5 separate regions of the Mus musculus genome follow, and all the other regions are linked to region 5. A link is a contact called in public Hi-C, HiCAR-type and HiChIP or PLAC-seq data. All regions are on one chromosome and are shown on one strand. Each heading gives the region's core, a stretch centred on a gene start, on an enhancer-like site or on the middle of the called end of the contact. The rest is flanking DNA. Distances are from core to core; before and after follow the strand shown.

Evidence for each region. Hi-C and Micro-C count contacts between places; a contact is called where the count stands out from the background. HiCAR-type assays count read pairs that join an accessible place to other places. HiChIP or PLAC-seq counts read pairs in DNA pulled down with a chosen protein or histone mark.
Region 1: a contact with region 5 is called in an H3K4me3 HiChIP or PLAC-seq map of pro-B cells, with 7 times the contacts expected there. The contact joins the enhancer-like site here to the promoter of Anapc10 in region 5. A contact is called at or near these places in 8 of 115 datasets of contacts at active chromatin or transcription factors (the 230-238 cell line, acute myeloid leukemia, bone marrow-derived macrophages and 5 more).
Region 2: a HiCAR-type map of astrocytes shows a contact between it and region 5, with 13 times the contacts expected there. The contact joins the promoter of Gypa here to the promoter of Anapc10 in region 5. A contact is called at or near these places in 11 of 39 promoter capture datasets (the HPC-7 cell line, HPC-7-derived erythroid cells, Sertoli cells and 7 more), 1 of 15 datasets of contacts at CTCF or cohesin (large pre-B cells), 19 of 484 Hi-C or Micro-C datasets (the HPC-7 cell line, Th2 cells, astrocytes and 13 more), 33 of 115 datasets of contacts at active chromatin or transcription factors (the 230-238 cell line, DN3 thymocytes, the SCID.adh cell line and 22 more) and 5 of 9 other capture datasets (adipose tissue, embryonic stem cells, liver and 2 more).
Region 3: a contact with region 5 is called in a Hi-C map of bone marrow-derived macrophages, with 4 times the contacts expected there. The contact joins the enhancer-like site here to the promoter of Anapc10 in region 5. A contact is called at or near these places in 1 of 484 Hi-C or Micro-C datasets (bone marrow-derived macrophages), 5 of 115 datasets of contacts at active chromatin or transcription factors (bone marrow-derived macrophages, craniofacial prominence, embryonic stem cells and 1 more) and 1 of 9 other capture datasets (adipose tissue).
Region 4: an H3K4me3 HiChIP or PLAC-seq map of embryonic hindbrain shows a contact between it and region 5, with 10 times the contacts expected there. The contact joins the enhancer-like site here to the promoter of Anapc10 in region 5. A contact is called at or near these places in 9 of 39 promoter capture datasets (the HPC-7 cell line, HPC-7-derived erythroid cells, cancer-associated fibroblasts and 5 more), 1 of 15 datasets of contacts at CTCF or cohesin (large pre-B cells), 20 of 484 Hi-C or Micro-C datasets (the HPC-7 cell line, Th2 cells, astrocytes and 13 more), 31 of 115 datasets of contacts at active chromatin or transcription factors (the 230-238 cell line, DN3 thymocytes, the SCID.adh cell line and 21 more) and 3 of 9 other capture datasets (adipose tissue, embryonic stem cells and liver).

Annotation. Positions count from the first base shown.
Region 1 is chr8:80,655,420-80,658,119 of GRCm38.p6, forward strand. All of the region lies in intron 2 of Frem3 (Fras1 related extracellular matrix protein 3), which reads left to right. Among named protein-coding and RNA genes, the nearest start is that of Frem3, 46 kb to the left of the region's middle. Within about 2 kb of position 1,347, at least 2 of the 459 cell types and tissues checked have an H3K27ac peak or open chromatin away from gene starts, as enhancers often do. A contact at or near this core is called in pro-B cells, where this site is marked.
Region 2 is chr8:80,492,642-80,495,341 of GRCm38.p6, forward strand. Gypa (glycophorin A) reads left to right here and starts at 1,404. Exons shown (of 8, transcript NM_010369.3): 1 at 1,404-1,446. The coding sequence starts at 1,413. RefSeq lists a cis regulatory region at 1,126-1,308.
Region 3 is chr8:80,314,065-80,316,764 of GRCm38.p6, forward strand. All of the region lies in intron 3 of Gm30605 (predicted gene, 30605), which reads right to left. Among named protein-coding and RNA genes, the nearest start is that of Gm39208, 31 kb to the left of the region's middle. RefSeq lists an enhancer at 281-1,387. Within about 2 kb of position 1,442, at least 145 of the 459 cell types and tissues checked have an H3K27ac peak or open chromatin away from gene starts, as enhancers often do. A contact at or near this core is called in adipose tissue, bone marrow-derived macrophages and craniofacial prominence, where this site is marked.
Region 4 is chr8:80,473,902-80,476,601 of GRCm38.p6, forward strand. No RefSeq gene overlaps it. Among named protein-coding and RNA genes, the nearest start is that of Gypa, 19 kb to the right of the region's middle. Within about 2 kb of position 1,295, at least 8 of the 459 cell types and tissues checked have an H3K27ac peak or open chromatin away from gene starts, as enhancers often do. A contact at or near this core is called in long-term hematopoietic stem cells and pro-B cells, where this site is marked.
Region 5 is chr8:79,710,375-79,713,074 of GRCm38.p6, forward strand. Anapc10 (anaphase promoting complex subunit 10) reads left to right here and starts at 1,389. Exons shown (of 5, transcript NM_001357234.1): 1 at 1,389-1,470. It overlaps Abce1 (ATP-binding cassette, sub-family E (OABP), member 1), which reads right to left and starts at 1,366. Exons shown (of 18, transcript NM_015751.2): 1 at 1,169-1,366.

The DNA of each region.
Region 1 (2,700 bases), core at 97-2,596, 950 kb after region 5:
TGCTCTCCCAGAGCGTGGTCTCCCAGAGCATATAGTTTGATTCCCATCTTCCATATTAGACAGTTTACAGCTGTCTGTAAGTTCAGCTCTTGTGGTAGAGGGTCCAAGACCTCTGACCTCTGCAGCACATGTATGTACGCACACACACACACACACACATTTTTTTTAATTTTTTAATTTCCTTTAAATCAGCTTTTTGAAAGGAAATTGTGAACTCCCGGCTTCTGCTCTACCCACCCACTATGTCTGCTGCCTGTTGCCACTCCTCTTGCCATAATGGGCTCTAATCCCTCTGCAACTGCAAACCAAATGCAACCATCCTTCCATAAGCTGCCTTGGTTGTAGTGTTATCAGAGCTATAGGGGAGGAACTAACACACTTCAAGTAACCAGAATACATCAAGGGCACTAGCATGCCCTACTGTGATTAGGTTTCCACACACCTGTGTGTGCGTGGTGGGGGTGAGGGGGCAGGTGGGCTCCATCCTGCTAATGGGTACTAAAGCCTTGAAGAAGCAAATGATCATGTTGTGAAGTTTCCACTAGATCTTCAGAGTGTGGAGAGTGCAGGAACCTTACTGAAGCTCATTGTAGCCTAAAGCCACTGTCGTGTGGGAAGCTGCTAGGAGCTTCAGTTGCAGACTGGGTATCAGCCTCTGCCGACAATCCAAGTGTATCTGAAGCATCTTCTCCTCTCAGTTAAGAGAGGAGACCACCTAGCTCCTTGGTATTAGTCCTTTGGAGCCTGATCCAAGGTCCTAGCACAGCCACACACCTGACCCACTGAATCGAGGAGAAAATGTATATATACTCTCATTTTTAATGACCCACTGCAACTAAGAATGTATATATGTTATTGTTTTTAATGTACTTAGGCTGTAGCATTCTTACATGGCAATAGGAAACTAACTTGGAAATTGGCCCTGAACAATTGTTTCTGAGCTATTTGTATTTCAGTGCCCAAAGTCCAGGGTTTAAGCCCTGTTATGAACTGGACTCCAGAGTTTATACAGCTTTCTACTTCAAGTTCAACGTGTCAGTGTTAAGAATAGATGGACACAGATGTTAGCTTAACCCACAGGGTCCACTTCAACTGCAGGGTACTTATCCTTAGATTCTGTTTCATTAGCCAGCTTCTTTCTTTACTGTTCATAATATATCCTGGCTGTTATTCTTTTCCCTGAAGCAGGAAGGAACCCATTTGAATGAGTACTTCATTTGCTGTAAGGTGTTTTGTTTTATTTTAGTCTTTATGCACACCAAATAAACAGAAATGAGATGGAAAACCCATCTCAATAAATATAGCCCAGACCCACTTCCTGCTTGCCCTCTGCTTCCTGAATGTGGCATCCCTGTGATCCACCTCTGTGCCTTCTCTGCCTGCTGCCATGTGTTCTCTACCACGATAGTCAGTCAATTCTGGATTTTTACAACCACGATTTCAAAGCCCTCAGCTGCTGACCCCAACACATGCTCACTGGTGACCATCTCATGTGCTGGACACTCAGAAATAAGTAGAAGTCTTTATTCTATAAGAAAGTTGACTTTCCTAAGGTGTACAATGTAGGGTAGCTATTCAGTAAATATTCATCATAAATACTCTCATTTTTCCAATGACAATCATTATAAGCCTGTATGATCAGGATGGCATGATCAGTTTATAAAATATGGAAAAAAGGATACACACACATACATGCGCGTGTGACATGAAACGCATTATTTTAATTGTTTTTAAAATATTTCTCTAACTAAGTGCTGGAGAGATGGCTCAGCAGTCAACAACAGCGGAGGACTGGAGTTCAGTTCCAGAATCCACCTGTAATTCCAAGAGATCCAATCCCCTCTTCTGGCCTCCACAAGAATCTGCACTCGTGTACACACACCTACAGAGGCATGCATCCACACATGAATTAAATCTTCAAAAGGTCTCTCTAGAACACGACCCACAAACTTGAAAAATCACACAGCACATTTTAGAAACTAAAACTCCAAAAGTTCCGCCACAGGTACTGACTGCTCTGTTGCCAACTAGAATAAAACTTGACTTCATACAATGCTGTTACTAGAAAATTGAACCCACTACCTATTCTGCAGCAAATCAGTAGGAGAAATGTATGCATGAGTGATGCATAGGTTACACTATTAGAGGTGTCCATGCTACAGTTTCATCCACATGCAAGATAGTTTTTCCAGGAGGAGGCATTCAGCTACCACAAAGGTACTTACTGGGGCCCTATTTATCACCAGTAACTTGGCTATGTGCATCAACATGAAACCTGCAATCAGCTCCATAACAAAAAAGAGAGATCTTCCTGCAGCCAGTTGCATGTTGTGAGGGTGCTACCACAGTAAAAATAGCAGATAAGCCACGACCCAGGGGAGCACTGTCAACAACATGAAGCATGCGGTTTCAAGGCTCTGCCCCTCCCCTCCCCCGCACAGTGAAAATGACAAATTGTGCATTCTCTGCAGAGGCAGTAAGAGCGGTAAGAGGTGGTAGAAAAGAGCAAGCACCATGATAGGCTTTGCATAGCTTTTGTTTACTAGCTCTGTGACCTGCAATGCCACATGGTCACAGAACCACAGGGACCTAATTTGTCAAACATCAAGCTCACCCACTCCTGGCATTCATAGCGCTTGTTACCAATTGGTTTTCCCCAGGAGATGGTAGGGGTGGAAAGGCACAATAACACTGTGTATC
Region 2 (2,700 bases), core at 154-2,653, 780 kb after region 5:
GGTAGCTGGCAGATACTCGTAGGCAGAAATGAACGGCTAAAACAAGGACGATAGACGTCGGACAGAGCTCAAGGATCCAAACTATTTTCCTCCTCTCCAACATCGTAGCTTGTGTTTCTGCATGGCGCTGCAGTGACTGGCCCAATACTACTTAGAGAAAAGTAGCCAAGCACATACAGAACCAACCTGATGAGATCTCTGTCAGATTGCATGTCTCAAACACAATTGTTTAATCTTCAGACGCTGGCTCAAAATTCTCAAAACACAGTTGTGCTTGCCTGACACATTTGTGGGATGTAAGTCATAGATACGACCTGATGATACTCCTGGACAACGAAGAGGAAGGGAAAGACTTGATGTTTTCTCCAGTTGTGTTTTCTTGTTTTGTTTTGTTTCCACATTTCGTTTCTATTATGCAGAACAGCCACTAGAGGTCGCCACGTGTCTCCATTTCCACACACTCGAATTTTCAACCTGAGAAGCCACCAGCTTTTGCATTTCTTTAAATTCGGGGGCGGGGGGGGAGGGGAGGACGCATCAAGGACACCAGAAAGAACCGCAATTCTCTATTAGCTGGTGGTCAGCTCCCGCTCCGCAGCTTAATAAGGGCTGATTTCCAAAGACTTTCGAATCAAAGCTACTCTTCTCCTATGTCCTGAGCCCAAGCCGGTATCTGCCTGGAGTTTGTCTCCGCTGTGGTCGGGCTTCCTGCTTCTGCTCAGCGCTACACACACTCCCTTTATGCTTTCAGGGTGACTGGGGTTTGCCTGGTCTTGTTTTCTAGCGTTTACTTTTGTTATTTGGGGATTGCCTCACGGTCACTGAGCAACAGAGCATTTTAAAGCATTGTAAAGCACGTAACTGCTTTTATAGCCACACGGACACTGCAGTTCAGTTCGAATTCCACTTTCCTGGAAGATTTCTCCCGACTCACGTTTCTTTCATTACTCTTTGAGCTGTCACGAGCTTGACAGCCTTTCAAACCTCAGAGTTCGCAAACATTGTGTAAAGTTTTCAATGCATGCAGTTCGTACACAAGAAGCCACTTTCTTAAGGGATCATAGGGACCCCCGCATTAGAAACACTCCTACTCTCCAAGTCCAGCGCCTGCCCTGACCTCTGCAGTCTCTATGTCCAGTTGAGTGGTCCTTGGTGCTGCCTTGTGGTGCTCACTTCGTTTACATGAAGTAAATTTAACACAGCAGGCAATTCTTTGGAACAAAGATTTTAATTCCACTCTGGTCCTCGCAGTTATGCAGACCTCTAGTTATCTTTATTAACAGACACTAAATAATGTTGCATCATTTAAATGCTAGCCAATGTGTGTCAACGGATAGAGGCCCCGGGAAGGTGGGCCTGAGAGATACCAGGAGGTAGGCAAGGCCTTCCTAAGGCTGACAGACACTCCCAGTATGACCGAGAGCACAGCTGCTGTGACAACATCAGGTGAGTGAATATTTTCAGCTTGATGATATTTTATTCTCGATGACTTATTTAAACTATGAATTGCCCCAATGCTGGTTTTCTTACTTAACTGAACCAATGACTGAGTAGTACATTCAGTTTCAGTCTGGAGGGTGTGTTTAAATAGGATTCAGCTAGGGACAGGAGTGGCACACTGCAGCCCACAACCATTTGTGCCTGAATAGCAGTTCCCCAGTCTAAGAAATGCCTTTGATTCTAACCCTAGATAGCAGTAAACTTGTATCAAGTGTAAGTAATATCGTTACATAAATAACCATGTTACTTCGCTTGGGGCTATGAAGAGACTTATTTCTAAGCTAAGGTTAACTGGTGAAGGTTAGGGTAGACTTATGCCCTTTCTTTTTCAAAACTAGTATAACCAGTTTCTCCTGCTGAGAGGAGACAAGCTGTCAGCATGAAACTGAGGGGTTTCTCTTTGTGGAACTGTTACTACTGTTACTAAGAAAACAACAACAAAAACAACAATAACCACAAAAACCTTTCTAATTGCTCTATGGCTGGGCTGAATCCAAAGTAATATGTTTTTAAAATAAATTAATATAATTTAATTTAATTTATTAAAATAATTTAATTTATTAAAATAATTAAAATTTTAATTTAATATTTTTAAAATTTTAATCGAAATTTAAATTTTAAAAATTATTAAGATAAATTGATATAATAAAATAAATATAATATAAAATAAAATAAATATAATATAATATAAAATAAAATATTTTAAAGTAGCCTTACTTTTGGCCTCCTGAGGATATTTTAAGCCATGTTCTCTCAAACACAGTGAGTGACTCTGTGTTAGAAACACATAGCCCAGGCGAGGGGGGGGGGAGCATATTTCATCCATGGCACAGCTACGGCCTGAGTCAGGGTGGACAGCAGAGAAGTGCTGAGCTCTCTGTAGGACACTGGGTGAGATTCAGTCTCCCTGGCAGAGGGTATGAGGCAAGCGTTAGGAACACGGGCACAATGTGGGGCCTAGTAAACACAGAAGTGGATGATCACAGTCAGCTATTGGATGGGTCACACGGCCCCCAGTGGAGGAGCTAGAGAAATTACCCAAGGAGCTAAAGGGAACTGCAACCCTATAGGTGGAACAACAATATGAACTAACCAGTACCCGGGAGCTCTTGTCTTTAGCTGCATATGTATCAAAAGATGGCCTAGTCGGCCATCACTGCAAAGAGAGGCCCATTGGACTTGCAAACTTTATATGCCCCA
Region 3 (2,700 bases), core at 192-2,691, 600 kb after region 5:
GCCCAATTTCCCTTGGTGTTAGGGAAGTGATAGCCCGGAGGTTGAGGAGAGAATTACAGCAGACAATGCTGGTCAGAATTCTGAGTCAGTGCACTTTTTTAAATGCTCATGCGCTCGATAAAAGCATCGATGTCTTCCTCTGGCCCCCCTCTTGTCCCCTTGAAGAAACTGCTCAGCCTAAGGAGCTGTGGTTTGTTGAAGTGATAGCAGTTGCCTGCTAATAGTTGTGTTTAAAATTCCTGTTTCTTATCTTATTTACTGACGGATGGGAATGGGGCCTGCAAGACCTTCCTCCCAGTCCACCGCCCCCACCCCTGAAGGAGTGAATCACTTGACACAGGGGACATTAGACAACACGGTGGCTTCCTTGTTAAATCCCTTTGGCCTTGTCAGTTTGCCGGATGCACAGCTCCCCCGTTGCATCTGCTATGTGTCTTATCAGAGGCCGGCCACACAGGGTGGGCTCCCTTAATTTAAAATCAACAGAAAACAACAACAATAAAATCCGTCCAACTGTAGTTTATGACAGGAGGCATGCGTGTGGCTTTAGTTTTTCAACTAACTTTCTTCTTAAGCTTCTTTTGTTTTTAACAACATAGATTTAAAAAAAACTATACAAGAAAAAAAATTATTTGCAAAGATATTGCAATTTAAAAGAAAATGTTTTCCTATGGCCAGTCTGTGTGTGTGTGTGTGTGTGTGTGTGTGTGTGTGTGTGTGTGTGTGTTTTCCACCTTGTTTTTCTTTTTCTGCTTCTTTTTTTTCCCCCTGTAGATTCTGAAAAGAAATAGCAAGCTGTAGGCACTGCCTGCGGCATGCTGGCCGTGCTCCTTGGGTGGTCCAAGCCGACTTTATGATTTATTCAGCTAATGGGGAAGGAGCATGACCCCCAGTGACCACAGAAAAAGAGCTGCATGTGGGTTTAATGCTTTCACCACAAAAATGTCTGCTATGACTAAGCTGTGCAGCTGAAGTCACTGTCTGAATGGTGCTAAAAGGAACCTCGGCATTAAATGTGCACTATTTACTATAGCGCGGCTCTTGGGATTAGGCCAAGGGCTTCGTACTCAGTTTCAAAGAATTAGCATGGAAGCTGCTAGAAAAATTAAGGCTGTGCAATTTATTTTTACCAGGCTCCCTGGTGAGTTGCTTGGTGAAGGATTTACCTCATATGATTTTTTTTTCTTTTCCTCTGTTAATAAAGAGTCATTTTAAAATGTGCCAGTTTCTTGCATTCTATGGAGTTTTATTGTGGAAGGATCCCAGGTTTTGGTTTGTTTGTTTGTCGGGTTGCAGTCCTGAATCACTTGGTTATTGTTCTTTAATGTTAATTTGAACCGATAAAAGAATGCCTGGTGTGGAGAGAGAAAGTAAGAGAGGCAGGCTGGGGAGTGAGGCTCCTTTCCCACACAGGGCACTGCTCGAGAGGCTTCTTTGATCCGAGAACCCTGCCCCGCCCCCAACAGCATCATTGCTGGCATTACTGGGGCAAAGGAATGAGCACATTTTGCTTCGTGTGGATTGTGAGGGAAGGGGTTGAACGGAGGAGGCAAGGGAGGCACGAGGAGGGAGGGAGGCATGGAAAGCTCTTTGCGATTGTGACTAAGATGAATGATCATTACCGGGCTGTAATACCTGCCGTTCAACCTCCAGCACGTCTGCTGGTGCAGAACGGAGAAGCCGCTCACTTTGATGTCTGTAGCTCAGGATCCTGGGTCCAAAATGCAGCTAACTCTCTCTGAATGTTCCTCCATCCAAGACAGTTTAGACCTCAAGATCCAGAGAGAGCACCCAGCAAGGCACTGGCTTGCAGATCTCATATGCATTAAAACAAACAAACAAATAAGCTACATTACTCGGTTGTCCGAGTAATGCAGCTTAAATCAAATGAAAATCACCAGAAATGATCCTTGTGCCAGCCGGGATTTGTCAATTGTGGGGGTTGGGACACCTTCTCACCTTCCCAAACACACCGAGAGCCTTCATGTTCAGTTTCTGTTCTAAATATTTCTTTGCAGAAACATTTTCTTGGGGTAGAGGGGAATAGGGAGATGGTTCAGTCAGTAAAGTACTTGTCATGCACGGACTGAGACCTGAGTTCTAAACCCCAACATCCATGTTAAAAGGGCTGATGTGGAGGCGTGCATCTGTGAGAGCAGCACATAGAAGAGAGAAACAGAGAATCCCTGGGGTTTCCTGGCCAGCCAATCTAGACAATGCTCAAGTTCTGGGTGCAGTGAGAGACCTTGTGAGACCTGTCTCATGAAAGAAGGAGACAGGCTGAGGAAGGCATTTCATAAAGTCCTGTGCCTTCTGTAAACACATATATACATATACCTACACACACATGTAGACACACACGAACTTGTGCGTGGGCATATACATACACACAATATTTTCTTGCCATCTTGGCAAACCACCCTTTCTTCTAACAAGTCTCATCACTGTGCTGGGCTTCAAGTCTGAGTTGTATCTGTCTCCTTTAAAGCCTTCAGCTTGGTCCTATGTGTGAGATTTGCTTCTGTGCTCCTAAGCAGTTATTCTGCAAGGCAGGCCTTCATTTTTCCCAACTGAGACATGTAAATAGTAACCCAGGGCTGATCCGGGTGAATAGCCATTGAGTCTCTAGAGATTAACAAAGTCATCAAGAGAGAGTACTTGACCTTTCCCCCCCTCAGGCCTGAGAAGATAGGCAGGTCA
Region 4 (2,700 bases), core at 45-2,544, 760 kb after region 5:
GTATTGTAAATATTAATTAAATATTATCATCACTCCCTCCACATGTGGTCCTGGGAATGAAAATGTAAATGGAAGGAATTTATTTTTCTCTCTTTCCATTCTTCTTCTAGATAGACAACTTTCATGTCTTATCTTTTTCATGGACTTATCTTTGACCATCTCAGAAAGCCCTACTTCCCAGTGAGGACGGTGATGAGACAATAAAAACAGTCAGGCTTTCTAAAAGAAGATTATAGCAAGCCAGGGCTTGTCTGACTCAGCCCACCTTGGATGCTGTGTTCGAGTATTAAGGATTTGATTGGTAGTTCTTGGCTGTGAAAGTTTGAAAGATGAACCTGTAACTTAGCATCTCTCTGCCTTATTCTGACTTGCTATTACTCATTCATTTCATGTAAGCTCTGATGTAGTAGTCACCATCTGTGCCAGTGTGGAGGAAATGAAGTTGGGGGACTTCTTTTCACTTCTCAGACTAATCTTCATGGACTATCTGCCTAATTTGTGGTTTGAATGTGACTGAGATGTTTCTGCATTCCATGGTCTGCTTTGGTGCAAGCGTCTGTCCAAAAGTCCAACTATGCTTTTGAATCTTGACTTAGCCCATGCCCTAGTGTCTGACTTCCTCCTGTGTATTCCTTTATATATGACTGAGAGTAGCCCCTCATGGAACATGTTTATAACCATAGTGCATGAATGAGCTAGATGTATCTTCTCAACATAGCATCTTAAGAGCAATATCCTCAAAGCTCTTTCCTTGCCTGGGGCAGACTTTGGTGATTTTTCCATCTACCTCGAAACCCACCTGCTCAAGCACACAATATGCCATAGGTTGTTAAACATATCATTGGTGTCTATATCACAAGTGGCCTTGTAAATCCCTTCACAGGATGCAGTGGTCTTATTGTGTGAGTGATATGCTGGTAGAGATGTCTAGAACTTTTTGGGCTTCATACTAGCTCATCCATCCTTCTTAGAAATCACATAACATCTTCCATGATCTTTGGATCTTTCCTGCATCCAGGTCTGTACCACAGACTCCAAGGAACATCTTAGTGACATTTCAAGGAAACAGATTATCCAAGAGCATCCTTGTCATGGTATCATTTGGATCTCTAAACTTTAAAAGAGCAGCAGAACATTTTATTCTCTGATTCAGCAGAAACAAAAGAATCTGAATCTGTTTCCTGGAGAACAGCTCATTTTCAGTAGCTGCAAAGCCCTAGTCTGCTGCCTCCCCTTGGCTGGCCCTGACAGCTCCCCTTAAGCTCCGCCCCTTCTCTTTCAGCATCTTGCTTCAAGTCAATCCACCACGCAAAGAAGCTTTCAGGAACATCTGCACTCTCTCATGCGGGAAGACAAGCAGAGCGGACATCCTGCAGAAGGAAATACCAGTAAATAATAAAATACCAGGATCGACCTCTGTTGGGTGTCAACAGACGCTGCTCAGGGTTAAATGCGCAGAATCACAGATATGGCCCCATCCATGGAGTGAGCAATTGAAGTTGTTAATGCTGCAGAAAACTGCTGTATTGCTTCTCATGTCTCCAAATGGCAAGCTCTGGTGTACTGTGGCAGTGTCTGGATTTCATGGAGCAAGTGAAATATAAACATTTGCAGCAACTTTTCTTTCCAAAACACCTTGAAATTTCTTGTGAATCTTGGACTGTGGTGCAGTTGAATAAGAAAGCATTATGCTTTCAGTCACTATTAAGCATCTAATAAGTATCTGCAGAAAATCAATAGAGTTTGAAGTTAGAAACTTACCTGAGACGCCACCACGTGTAGGCACAAAGTACCTTTCTAGAAGGTGGAAATAAAATTAGTTTCACAGTCACCAACCAGAAGCCTAGTTATTGTCTTTGAATCCATAGACAATACCTGTGCTCTGAGGCGTGTGGATCCTTTCAAATCTCGGCATTCTGATTTTACCTAATCAGATGGAGTTACTGGATTGTGTCACCCTTTGGTTTGGATTGTACATGTTCATACTGAATGTAAGACTAATTAATATTGACTGGTCAATAATTGTTCTGGTATCCTTTAACATTTACAAAGAATGTAATGAGCAAATTTGTGCTAGTTATAAAATTCTTTTTTAAATATTTATTTTTTATTTCTTTTATTTATGTGTGTGTATCTTTATGTGCATATGTCATGTAAGAGTATGCAGAGAAGTCAGATGAGGACATCAAATCCCTTGCAACTAGAGTTACTGACACCTCACTACTAGACCTCCAAACAGGTCTGGAAACTGGTCTTCTGGAAGGGCAGCAAATGCTCTTAATTGCTGAGCCATCTCTGCAGCCCACTATATAATTCCTATAATATGTCAAAATCTACACAGAAAAAAGAAACAAACCATTATTGTTAATATTATTAATTAATTAATATTAATAATATAGATAAATGGTAGCTAATAAGAGGGCTCAGTGGTTGAGAGCACTGGCTGCTCTTCCAGGGTACTGAGTTCAATTCTCAGCAATCACACGGTGGCTCACAACCATCTATAAAGGAATCTGATGCCCTCTTCGGGTATGCAGATGTACATGTAGACAGAATACTCATACAATAAAGGAAGAACATAAATTAAAAATTATCTTAAAAATAATAGACAAACAATACCTGTTATCTATATTGTCCTTTTCCTATAATAATTAAGGTTTTTATTTTTATTTTGCCTTTTCTTTGTAAATTATGGAGGAA
Region 5 (2,700 bases), core at 139-2,638:
ATTACAGGAAAAACTTTTAGGAATACAAAAAGATCTGAAAACACTTAGAATGTTTTTCTGAAACATATTTTTGTCTTTGTTGTTTCATTTATAGAGGTGAGCTAAGCAGTGCTATGAAAAGATAAAACCTTAAATACATTTTGGTTCAAAAATATTTAAGCTTTTTGATTATAGTGAATACATTATCAACTGACAGACACAGGGTGACTACTTTCAGCATACAGGACCATAGGCTACAATACAAATGTTACTCTAACTCCGTAGTTTGTAGTCCCTTGGAAGAAAGGGCAAAGCAATAAAAGCTTTTTGACAGCTATTCCTTAGTTACCATTTTTACCATCAAAATAGAGAAAATACTTATGTAGCTCTTGAGGTTCAGAAATTCACCTTTGACCATCATTTATTTGCAACACATACTAAATACCTACAATGTATTAAGCCTAGAAAGGATATTTAAAGGCATTTTGAAGACAGCATCCCTGATGTCAAGAAGCCGAAGAGGTAATAAACAAGAGATTAAGTCACTAATGGGAAGAGGACAGGGTGCTACAAAGTGCTTCTCGGAAGTCCTAAAGACAGGCACTCAACTCGGAAACTCACTTGGTCTACTAACCGCAGTCCCAACTGAGAACACGTCGCTCTATGAGAAAGATAGAACGTTTGCCTATCATTTCCATAAAGTCTGGGACTGGACTAGGAGCACTGGACTTCATGGCGGCAAGATGCTATGAGTCAGTCCACAATTATTAAAAAAAAAAAAAAAGGATTACTTCTTACAACCAAATGCCAACATAGCCGTCTGACTGTGAGGGGAAGCTTGGGGGATCTGCTGGGTGCGGAGCGTCCTCCACAGAAGGGTTAGCTTGAGGGTGGGAGCGGGGGTGGGGGGAAGGGGCAGTGGAGGGTGGCGAGCAGAGGCTATGGCATCTGCGACCGTTCTCGTGGCAGCGGGCCGTGTCTGGAATACAGACGCCCTGAGGCCGGGATGGCCGAACGGACGCGCGCGGAACGCTCCGGCGTCCCAGATGTGCAGCTGGAGCCGGTTGCCACGCGCTACGGTCTCCGCTACTGAGGCCTAACTTACAGGCGTTCCGACTGTGTCCCTAAGAGTCTTCCCAAGGTGGCAGCCGGCCGCCTAACACCAAACCTCTCCCGCGAATTCTCGTACCTGGAGACAGCGGGCCCCTTACAGCGGGGCGTGCAGTAGCCAAAGCAGCGCTAGCCGTCAGGTCTTAGCACACAGCGTGTTCTTACCGCCACCGGCAAAGATGGCGGTGCACAGCCGCCGCCTCGCGCAAGGCATGAGGGCATAGTGCGCGTGCGCGACAGAGCGCAGAGTCGGCGCCCTGGAGGGAGTGATGACGTTGGTGACGTCATTGCGCCGCGACGCCAATGAACTGAGGGAGCCTAGAATCGTCGAGCCGCAGTGGGAGTGGCGGGGGCCTGAGAACCGGAATTGTGGCGAATCAGGTGTGTAAGACAGCGGCTCTCCCTCGGTTTAGAGAACTGTGTGCTAGCGGGCGCAGGTAGAGCCCTTCTCCCTAGTCTCGGCGGCGTTAGGCTTGCTGTCTCCTCAGGCTTTGTGGGCCTTGCTAATCCGGTAAGACGGAGGTGGTAGGCAGGATCCCAAGTCTAATTCTCAGCTCCTTCAGTATTACTGTTTAAGGCCAGGAACCCATTTCTTCCCTAGCGTTTTGTCTCATCTACTTGGCTGTTCTTTGAATTTTGTTCCCGTGTCGAGATGGGCCGCCCCTCTCCCCCTACATCTCCAATGGCATGGTATTCATGTTTTAACGGAATGTATGTCTCTGTGATTATGTAAATTATAAATTATTATTGTTTGTGCGGTGGTTATAAGGATAGTTTGGAATCCAAAGGGACGTGTCAAGGTGGTGGTCTATAGTTATGTTAGCCTTGTAGCAGAACTTTATGGAATTTATTATAAGTATAATTTACAATAGTGTAAAGTAGCCATAAAAGTCACCGAAACAATTTAACATGGTTTTCACTCTCCAAGAAGTTTTTTTTTCATACTTTTCATAGATTTACTAGGATTAACAAAAGGTAAGGAGGATGAAGGAAATATGAGTGATTATTTTGCCATTGAAATTTTACTTTATTTTTTTTTTTTGATATATTTCTGTAGACAGAGTATTGATAGCTTATTTCTTTGCCGTCAGTGAAATTAGCCAGTTTAAGCCAGATTAGAGTATATTAAATGCAGGTTTATTGGGAAGCTGATCTTAGATGGGCGAGTTCACTAGCCCCAAGGACGAAGGCCAGGGAAATCTCCATGGGGAAGCGGGGGGGGGGGGGGGGGGTAGGAAAGAGAGAAGGGGTTGAGTGCACGCAGAGAAAGAAGTGGAAAACAGGAAGAGAGACCAAAACGTCTGGTTTATATAGGGAGAAACCTCTGGGGGAAGGGCAGCCCAGCCCTTGGGCTGGAAAGTTCAAGGTTCCAGGCAGGATATCCAGATAGGGACTGAGGGATGCTGGGAGAACCTGGAAGCCAGGTCCTGCTTTGGTATTTAAAATATGCATCTCATTCCCTGGTCCCGGGTCTGAAACCAAACAGGTATCTCTGTGTAGTCCTGGAGCTCACTGTGGTCGACCAGGTTGACCTGGAACTCAGATTCTTGTGCTTCTGCAGCCTTTGCCTCCCTGAGTACTAGGATTACAGATATGTGCCACAACGCTGGG